Linked DNA regions of Drosophila melanogaster: region 1 is linked to region 2. Evidence: chromatin contacts called from public HiChIP or PLAC-seq data. All regions are on one chromosome and are shown on one strand. Each heading gives the region's core, a stretch centred on a gene start, on an enhancer-like site or on the middle of the called end of the contact. The rest is flanking DNA. Distances are from core to core; before and after follow the strand shown.

The links. HiChIP or PLAC-seq counts read pairs in DNA pulled down with a chosen protein or histone mark.
Region 1: a Psq HiChIP or PLAC-seq map of the Kc167 cell line shows a contact between it and region 2, with 7 times the contacts expected there. The contact joins the promoter of CG32669 here to the promoter of spri in region 2. A contact is called at or near these places in 1 of 1 datasets of contacts at CTCF or cohesin (the Kc167 cell line), 8 of 107 Hi-C or Micro-C datasets (the D17-c3 cell line, the Kc167 cell line, the ML-DmBG3-c2 cell line and 1 more) and 2 of 6 datasets of contacts at active chromatin or transcription factors (both in the Kc167 cell line).

The regions. Positions count from the first base shown.
Region 1 is chrX:10,843,281-10,846,952 of dm6, forward strand. It overlaps CG32669, which reads right to left and starts at 1,801. Exons shown (of 1, transcript NM_167256.2): 1 at 1-1,801. The coding sequence starts at 1,639. It overlaps sbr (small bristles), which reads right to left. Exons shown (of 10, transcript NM_079921.3): 1 at 3,212-3,672; 2 at 2,987-3,147; 3 at 2,827-2,919. The coding sequence starts at 3,308.
Region 2 is chrX:10,583,158-10,586,909 of dm6, forward strand. It overlaps spri (sprint), which reads right to left and starts at 2,265. Exons shown (of 11, transcript NM_001272487.1): 1 at 2,169-2,265; 2 at 1,753-1,916.

The sequences.
Region 1 (3,672 bases), core at 551-3,050, 260 kb after region 2:
GCGTGCAGTCCGCATCCTGGTAGATGCGTCGATTGTTGTCCCATTTCAGCAGGGCAAACAGCCAGGACAACAGCCATCCGCCAAAGAAGGTTATCAGGAAGCCCAAAGCAGCGTACCACATGTAGCTAATCCTGTACAGGTAAAAGTAATGCTCTTCCTCGGCCACCGCTATCACAGTCTTGAGGAAAATGTCGCGGGCAAAGCTCCTGTCCACCGGACATCCAGCCGTGGACATATCCAAGCTGACCAGCGGTGGCTTCGGTTGTCCGAAACCGATCCAAAAGCAGAACGCCAGCGATATGAGCAGCCCACCAATGGCTCCCTTTTCATTCGCCTTGGTCACATACATGCCCAGCGTGAAGAGGCCCAGCAGAGGGCCTCCAATGATGCCGAAGATTGACAGTGCCGCCTGCAGTAGTCCGCCAATTGATCCCGCCATGAAGGCCATGCCAATGCAGAGGGCTCCGAAGAATAGGGACAACAGCTTGGAGTACCACAAGGTCTGACGGTCGGTGAGCGTGCGTTTGGCACAGCAGCTGACCAAGGGCTTGAGGTAATCCTCCAGGGTGACGGCTGCCAGCGAGCTGATTATCGAACTAATCGTGGAGAGGCTGGCGCAAAAGATTCCCGAAACGAAGAGGCCAGCCAAACCGGTGTATTCGCCCATCGTGTCCACGACAAAGAGCGGCATCACTTGATCGCGCGAGTTGACTCTACCCTCCAGCAGCGGGTCACAGTCGCGGTAGTACCAGTAGATGCACAGACCGGAGAAACAGGTGCTCAGACTAAGCAGGCACAGAATGGGCAGGCACCACCACAGGGCCGCTCGAGCGGCACTCAAACTCTTCACCGCCATCAGGCGCTGGACCTGCGTTTGATTCACACCATAGATGGCCAAATAGGTGGCACATCCGCCTAAAATCTGGGTGAACCAAGTGTGACGTTCCGTTGGATCCACACTGAAGTTGGTCAGATTGATGCGTCCGTTTTCCTGCGCCACGCGCCATATCACCTCCAAGCTGCCCGCCTTCACCCAGGCACAGATGATTACACTGAAGACAGCGGCGAACATGAGGAGCGACTGATAGATGTCCGTGATGAGTACGGCCTTCATTCCGCCGAGCGTCGCATAGAACGTGCACACGACTCCAACAATTACGATGGAGAAGACCTGGCTCAGTCCAGTGACAGCTTCCAGGGCCAGAGCCGGCGCATAGACCACAATGCCCATGTATAGGACCATCTGGAGCGAGAAGCTCAGCGAGGCGGCCAATCGGGTGGCATAGCCAAACCGCAGTTCCAGATACTCGTACACACTGGCCGTCTTTAGGCGATAGAAGACCGGAATGATGAGGTAGGCGGCCACCGGCGTGGACAACACATACGACAGATTGATCACGACGAACATTGTACCGTACTGGTAGTTCTCCATGGATACGCCCAATATGGTGACGGCCGACATGAAACTGGCCATCAGGCTAAAGGCCACAGGCGCCACGTTCATGGAACGATCCGCCAGAAGATATTCGGTGGTGGTGCTCTGCTTGCCGCCCACGAAACGGTAGTAGATGCCAATCGCAACGGAGATGATCAGCACCACCGCCAGGATCGTGTAGTCCCAGGCGCCCAAAGTAGCCATTGCAGATGCCGGGTTTTAAGTGGGGCACGTGTTAGGCTGATTTTCCCGACGGAACCCTAGTCGCACATCTAATCACTCCAAACTGATAAGTTGCCCCTAATCGGGCCTCTTGAGATTCAAGCGATATATTCTATGGGGCGTCGGACGTTGGAACACGTCTTCACCGTCTGCCGGCCGTCGATGAAATAAAGGCCCAAACGGAATGAAACCGCAAGCTTTTGTTGGTGGAGAGTCAGCATTGGGCATTTTACTATGGCATTTACGACCCCGTCGAGAGATAGCGACCTGTTGTGTTGCACCACGTGCGGCTGGATAGGGTGACAACCAGGCGAAGGATAACCCAACCGCAGGCCCGCAAGCCCTTAAAATGGGAAACCATTTAGGTGAGGGTCATGGCAACTGTCAAACCACCAAAGGCTCGACTTCATTGCACTTTTAGCTCGTGCCGACAAACACTTGTGGCTGGTACTGTGGACGACTGTGTTTAGCCATCCATAAATATTTATTTGCCCGCTCGTCGGATTGCAATTGTAATTGTAGTACCCGATTGTCGTTAGCTGTGTAGAGCTGGTATCCCCCCGGCCCAACTTTGGCTTGTTTGCTTTACGATTTTTACGAGGGAAATTAATTAATAAACACAAAGAGCCCAGTCGGCAAGTCGGCATTGGAGCTTTGGAAGCAGTGTACAAATAAACAAATAAGTCTCAACATTTCGCTGTAACTTATGCGATTCTTGCCGGATACTTTGCTCCCTCAACGCGATCTTTTGCCAATAACAAAAAAAAAAAGCCATCAGACGAATCACATGATGTTCTTGGAGACCAAAAATAGTTCTATGACTGCTGTCGTAAATCTGGTATCTATATGGACCAGTCTGGGGTTTGTAGTTCTATGTAGGGGCGGGAAATTAGTAGAGCACTGGAGCAAACTTCTGGAAGTTTTATGTGACGTTAGTAATCTAAATACTTAAAACTACATTTAACATATATGTACTTCGCATAAGAAGAGCCATCCAGTAGAACAGTCGATTAATTTGTATAATGGCGAACGTTATAAATCTAACAGGTGCTGGAGGACTGAATGCTTTTGCTTCTTTAGCTTAGTAATAAAACTACTATTAAATCACATGATTTTGGTCTGGGCCATTGCGGCTATGATATCTATATGACATGGTAGTCCAAACTCACCGTGACTTGGTACCAGCCAAAGCTGTTGGGCATCAGTTTGCCGAACTTGCCGCGCGGAATGGGCGATCCCCGACGTCGGGAGGTGGGTCTATCCTGTTGGAATTAATTATACATTAGATTAGAAATGTGCATAGGGATAACATGTGGGGTTGGTGGGCACCTTAACGGCCGTGGTCATGTCGCTCATGTCATCATCCTCGTCCCATCGACGCAAATCTTCGGGTCGCAGCTTGATGTCCTTTTTGTTATGTAGACATTGGGAGGGCTTAAAGCTGACGCGCCGCTTGTTTCGATCCTTGCGTCGCTGGCGATCCTCCACATCTATAGGAATACATTATATTTAGGTTACTGGAGGGTTCATTTTCTTGCACTCCCGTGTACTGACCAAAATCATCGAAATCCTCGGGAGCGTTGTAACGTCCGCCGCCATTTCCAACGTTGTTGTTGTACCGCTGGCTACTGCCACCGCCGCGTTTGGGCATCTTACTAATATTCACTCAAAAACGTATGCAACAAAAAGATATGCGAATTTCAGCACGTTTTTAGCTGAGTGGTGTTGTGTGTTTGTGTGGGTGCTGTTGTTATTACTGAGAAAACTGTCTTGAGGGCAAAAAACTATGTGCGATGTATTTTTTGCATTCACACAAACTGCTGCCAACTTCTGGAAAAATTTTTCTCGACTTCCTGAACCTATTTGCTAATATAGCAGCAAAGTAGCTGCTGTTTTTTGGCAAATTTCCACGGCCAAAGTACAACGCAATTTTGTGAAATTTAATTCACTAGCGATCTTCTTTCGATAGCCAGTGGCCGATGGTTGGCAGAAACTGGACGGATGTTTGCGACCTT
Region 2 (3,752 bases), core at 1,015-3,514:
TATAGCGATTTTATTTGAGTGTGATCATCTATCAGTCAATGAATTGGTATTCACAGAGATCACTTGATAATCATGAGTTGTATCCATTAAGTGGACAAATTAGTTAGTTCAGTGAGTGATATGATATGATAAATTAATTCTAAGAACTACTAAAAAGATATTAACTGGAAAGAGCCCGAAGAAAGGAAATGGTATCCCAAAAATATCTGGGCACATACGTTTGTATGTATATGATGGGATCGCAACGATTCCTACGTGTATTTAAATGACCATCGCGATAAGCCAAAAAAGCCAAAATATACGAGTGGGATTAGTGGGCATATACAGATGCGATGTTCCCATGCTGAGCGACGAGGATCATTAGCGAAGTAAACCACTGACGATCGCTATCATAATACTGGCATGGCAAACATACGTACGTACAGAGATACCTGGCTGACTGACTGACCAGCGAAAGCAACCCATTGATAAGACCGCTACAGTGGACTATCTAAACCTAATAGCTGTGACAACCGCAAATTGCATGAGGAATACCATATCGACCGGAGGGGTAGTACCGCAGGGTAGGGGAATGTACAGGTAGTGGGACACAGGTAATGACAATAAACATTCTCCACTTATCAGCAATCCGCTGATGCACGCACACAGAGCGAAAATTAGGGCACGTTTCACGCACACCACGGTTTTGGATATTATGTTAGATAATATAGATTATAATTGTTATACCATTTTGCTCTATTTATATATTTTTATATCTTAAGAATGCCTAATTAGTCAATAGTAATAGTAGACCTTGTTTGCTCTGTGCACTTGTGGTTAAGGAAATATTGAGATGATGTTGCGGTTTTGGTTTAGACTTGGAGCTCAGACTTAAGTTTTGGGTTTTTGCCTTTTGATTTTTCGTTTTTTTTTTTTGGCATGCGATAAGACTCGAGACAAAGCCAATTTCCCGCCGATTTCATTGGAAAGATATGGAGTATAGGGGGTTATACATATGTGCTAGCAACAGCTGATTAGCCATTTGAGCAATTTGCAGCACAATCCGTACACATTATCAAAATTTGAGCCGTTTATCATCAGGTGCGTGAAAGCAAGAGGGCGGTGCCCGATGAGGTGAGGAAATGACAACGGCGACAGGAATGCGAATGCGAATATACGAATGCGAATGCGATTGTATGTATGAATGGTATGTAGATGTACGATGGGTATATATGGTAGGTGCTATAAGGTGGCCTGCGAATACCTGGCCGATTAGCAATCCACTGTCAAAATGCATTGAAAGCGAAAGACGACACTAAAGGAAACAGGGACCAAGGGTGCAATGTACCGAGTGTGTAAACCGAAGAGAACCAGGCACAATGTAAAGAAATCCAACGCACTTTTGGCGAGAAAGACAAAAGAGCTTTTCACTCAGAAAAAAAAAAGAATAGTTGTACAGCAGTAATTATTACTATTTATTTAAAGTTAGGTTTTAATCTTTTTCCAAAGATATTGTACAAAGATTTAGTATGATAACCCAAACTGGGAGCAATTAATGGCCAATCCAAATTCACCATCTCGAGTGTGCACTGTATTTTCTTCGAGTGAAAGAAGGGCAAGCGATCAAGAGAGATAGAGTGAGAAGAGAGAGCGGGTGGAAGAGCGAAAAAAGGAGTCCGCGTGGTCGGTGAACTTGAACTTGTGAAAGGATGGGGGAACTACCGGTAAGTGGCTTTATGGATGGGCTACGATCATCACTTTCAATTAAATTACCAGGGGAACGCCAATGCCGCCAAAAGTCGCAACCCGGGAGCCTAGGAACTGGGAATCTCTAGTTCTGAAGATCTCAAGATCTCTGGAACCTGCTCCAATTTTTGTGCGCACTCGCACTCACTCGCCGACAAACTTCACTTCACTTTTCGCACTTAACTCGGCTGCTGTTGTTGTTGTTGTTACAAAACAATTAAATATAAATAACAACGTTGTAGCGCAAATAAAAAAAATTAAACAAAAAAAAATAAATAAAGACCGGGGGAAAAATATAAAAAAAAAGATGTGTATTTAATTGAGCGCGACACGCAGTGATCTTGTGCGACACAATATTATTTTACTTGAGTTGCAGCACAATTTCAATTCTCGCGATCGCCTTACGACTACGGGACTACGGCTTTACGGATTCCGAAGATTACGGGTTCAATTTCTTCTCCACAATTCTCCTTCAGCGAACGAACGAACGAACAACCGACCGACCGACCGACCGTTTGTGGCCGAGTGCGAACTCGAACTAAACTGAACTGAACTGAAGCCGCCGACAAAACGAAGATCGTCGCCGGCAGCAACAACTCGCTGCGATAATAGCAGCAGCAACAACAACAGCAACAACACAAGCAAAATTACGAGATGCGAAACGATGGCGCACAGTGGTCACACTCCTACTGAAAACTCTCCATTCAGTTGATGGATAATGTTAAAAGTTCTTTGCGCCACAAGATATGTATATGAATCTAAACTATTTATCAATAATAAAAGTATATTAAGAGGTATTTTTAACTTAACAGCACAATGGTCGAAGAGTTAAGGAAAGTTGTATCATATGTTTACAGAACATGTTAACAGCACTTTACTCCACAAGATATATGAAACCATGGAGTAATAGCTTAATAGTTAAACTATATTAAAAAAGAACTTAAACTTAACTCTATTGTGGTCACATGTCAGTCATAAGATCTTACATTTTTCAATATATTAATTACAACCATTTACCCAACCATACTAATTTATGAAAGTATAATATCAAAACTATAATATAATGTATTAAGCAAACTTTACGCTTACTCATAGATCATTGTTGTCACTGTGGTTAACATAGGTTGTAAGGAAGATAGCAAAGTTTTTAACTTTGTTAAAGAAATATTTAATATTAAAGTTTATTCTTCTGCTACTAAGTCAACTTACTGTATTAAAAGTTTCCTAAACTATTCTTTCCGTAAATTAACAATGTTTTAAAATGGAAATTACTATGAATGCAATGGATTGTTATATTGGTGTTTTACGGTTACAAAATTTTCTTTAAAAAAGCGCGGAGTTGGCAAAAAATAAATATTGCTCACCAAAGTGAATTATTAAACGGCAGGTGCTGATTTACTTTCGATTTTGGAAAAGGTGCTTGTAATTATCAAAAATTTATGCTGTCCCAATTTAATTAAACGTGTAATGCAAAATAAGCTTATATTGTTTAAAACAAGTTATAGCTGAAAGCCAAAGCTATGGCACATGGAAATCTAAAATGGTTGTTTTGCAATATATCAGTAATATTTTTTCACATGGTACTGCTGACCAAATCAATATTTCTTGCTGTAAAATGAGACTTTTAATTGTCGGAAAATTATGACACCCATAAATTTTAATTAGCAATCTGTTCTTTTTGTCTTTCGTTGTTTGGTTTTAGCTGGAAATTGAATGCACAGACTTTGGTTCACAATCTTAACAGATTCTCTTGAAAATTATCTTTTATCAGTTTTACTATCGTATATGAATAAGTATTTATATTAAAAGATATATTATTGTGCTTAACCCGGTTATATCTTGTTAAGAGGGCGACGTGTTTGTTTCGCTTGATTTGCAGCTTTGTTTGCTATGTGATCGCATTTTTTGCTCGCACTTATTAATTTTTTTTTTTTACAATTCACCTTGTATTGCCAGCCACAAACAATTTGAAAACGCGAAAACTGTCGATGACCGATAAGCAATTGTCGATTACCGATTAGCGTTTT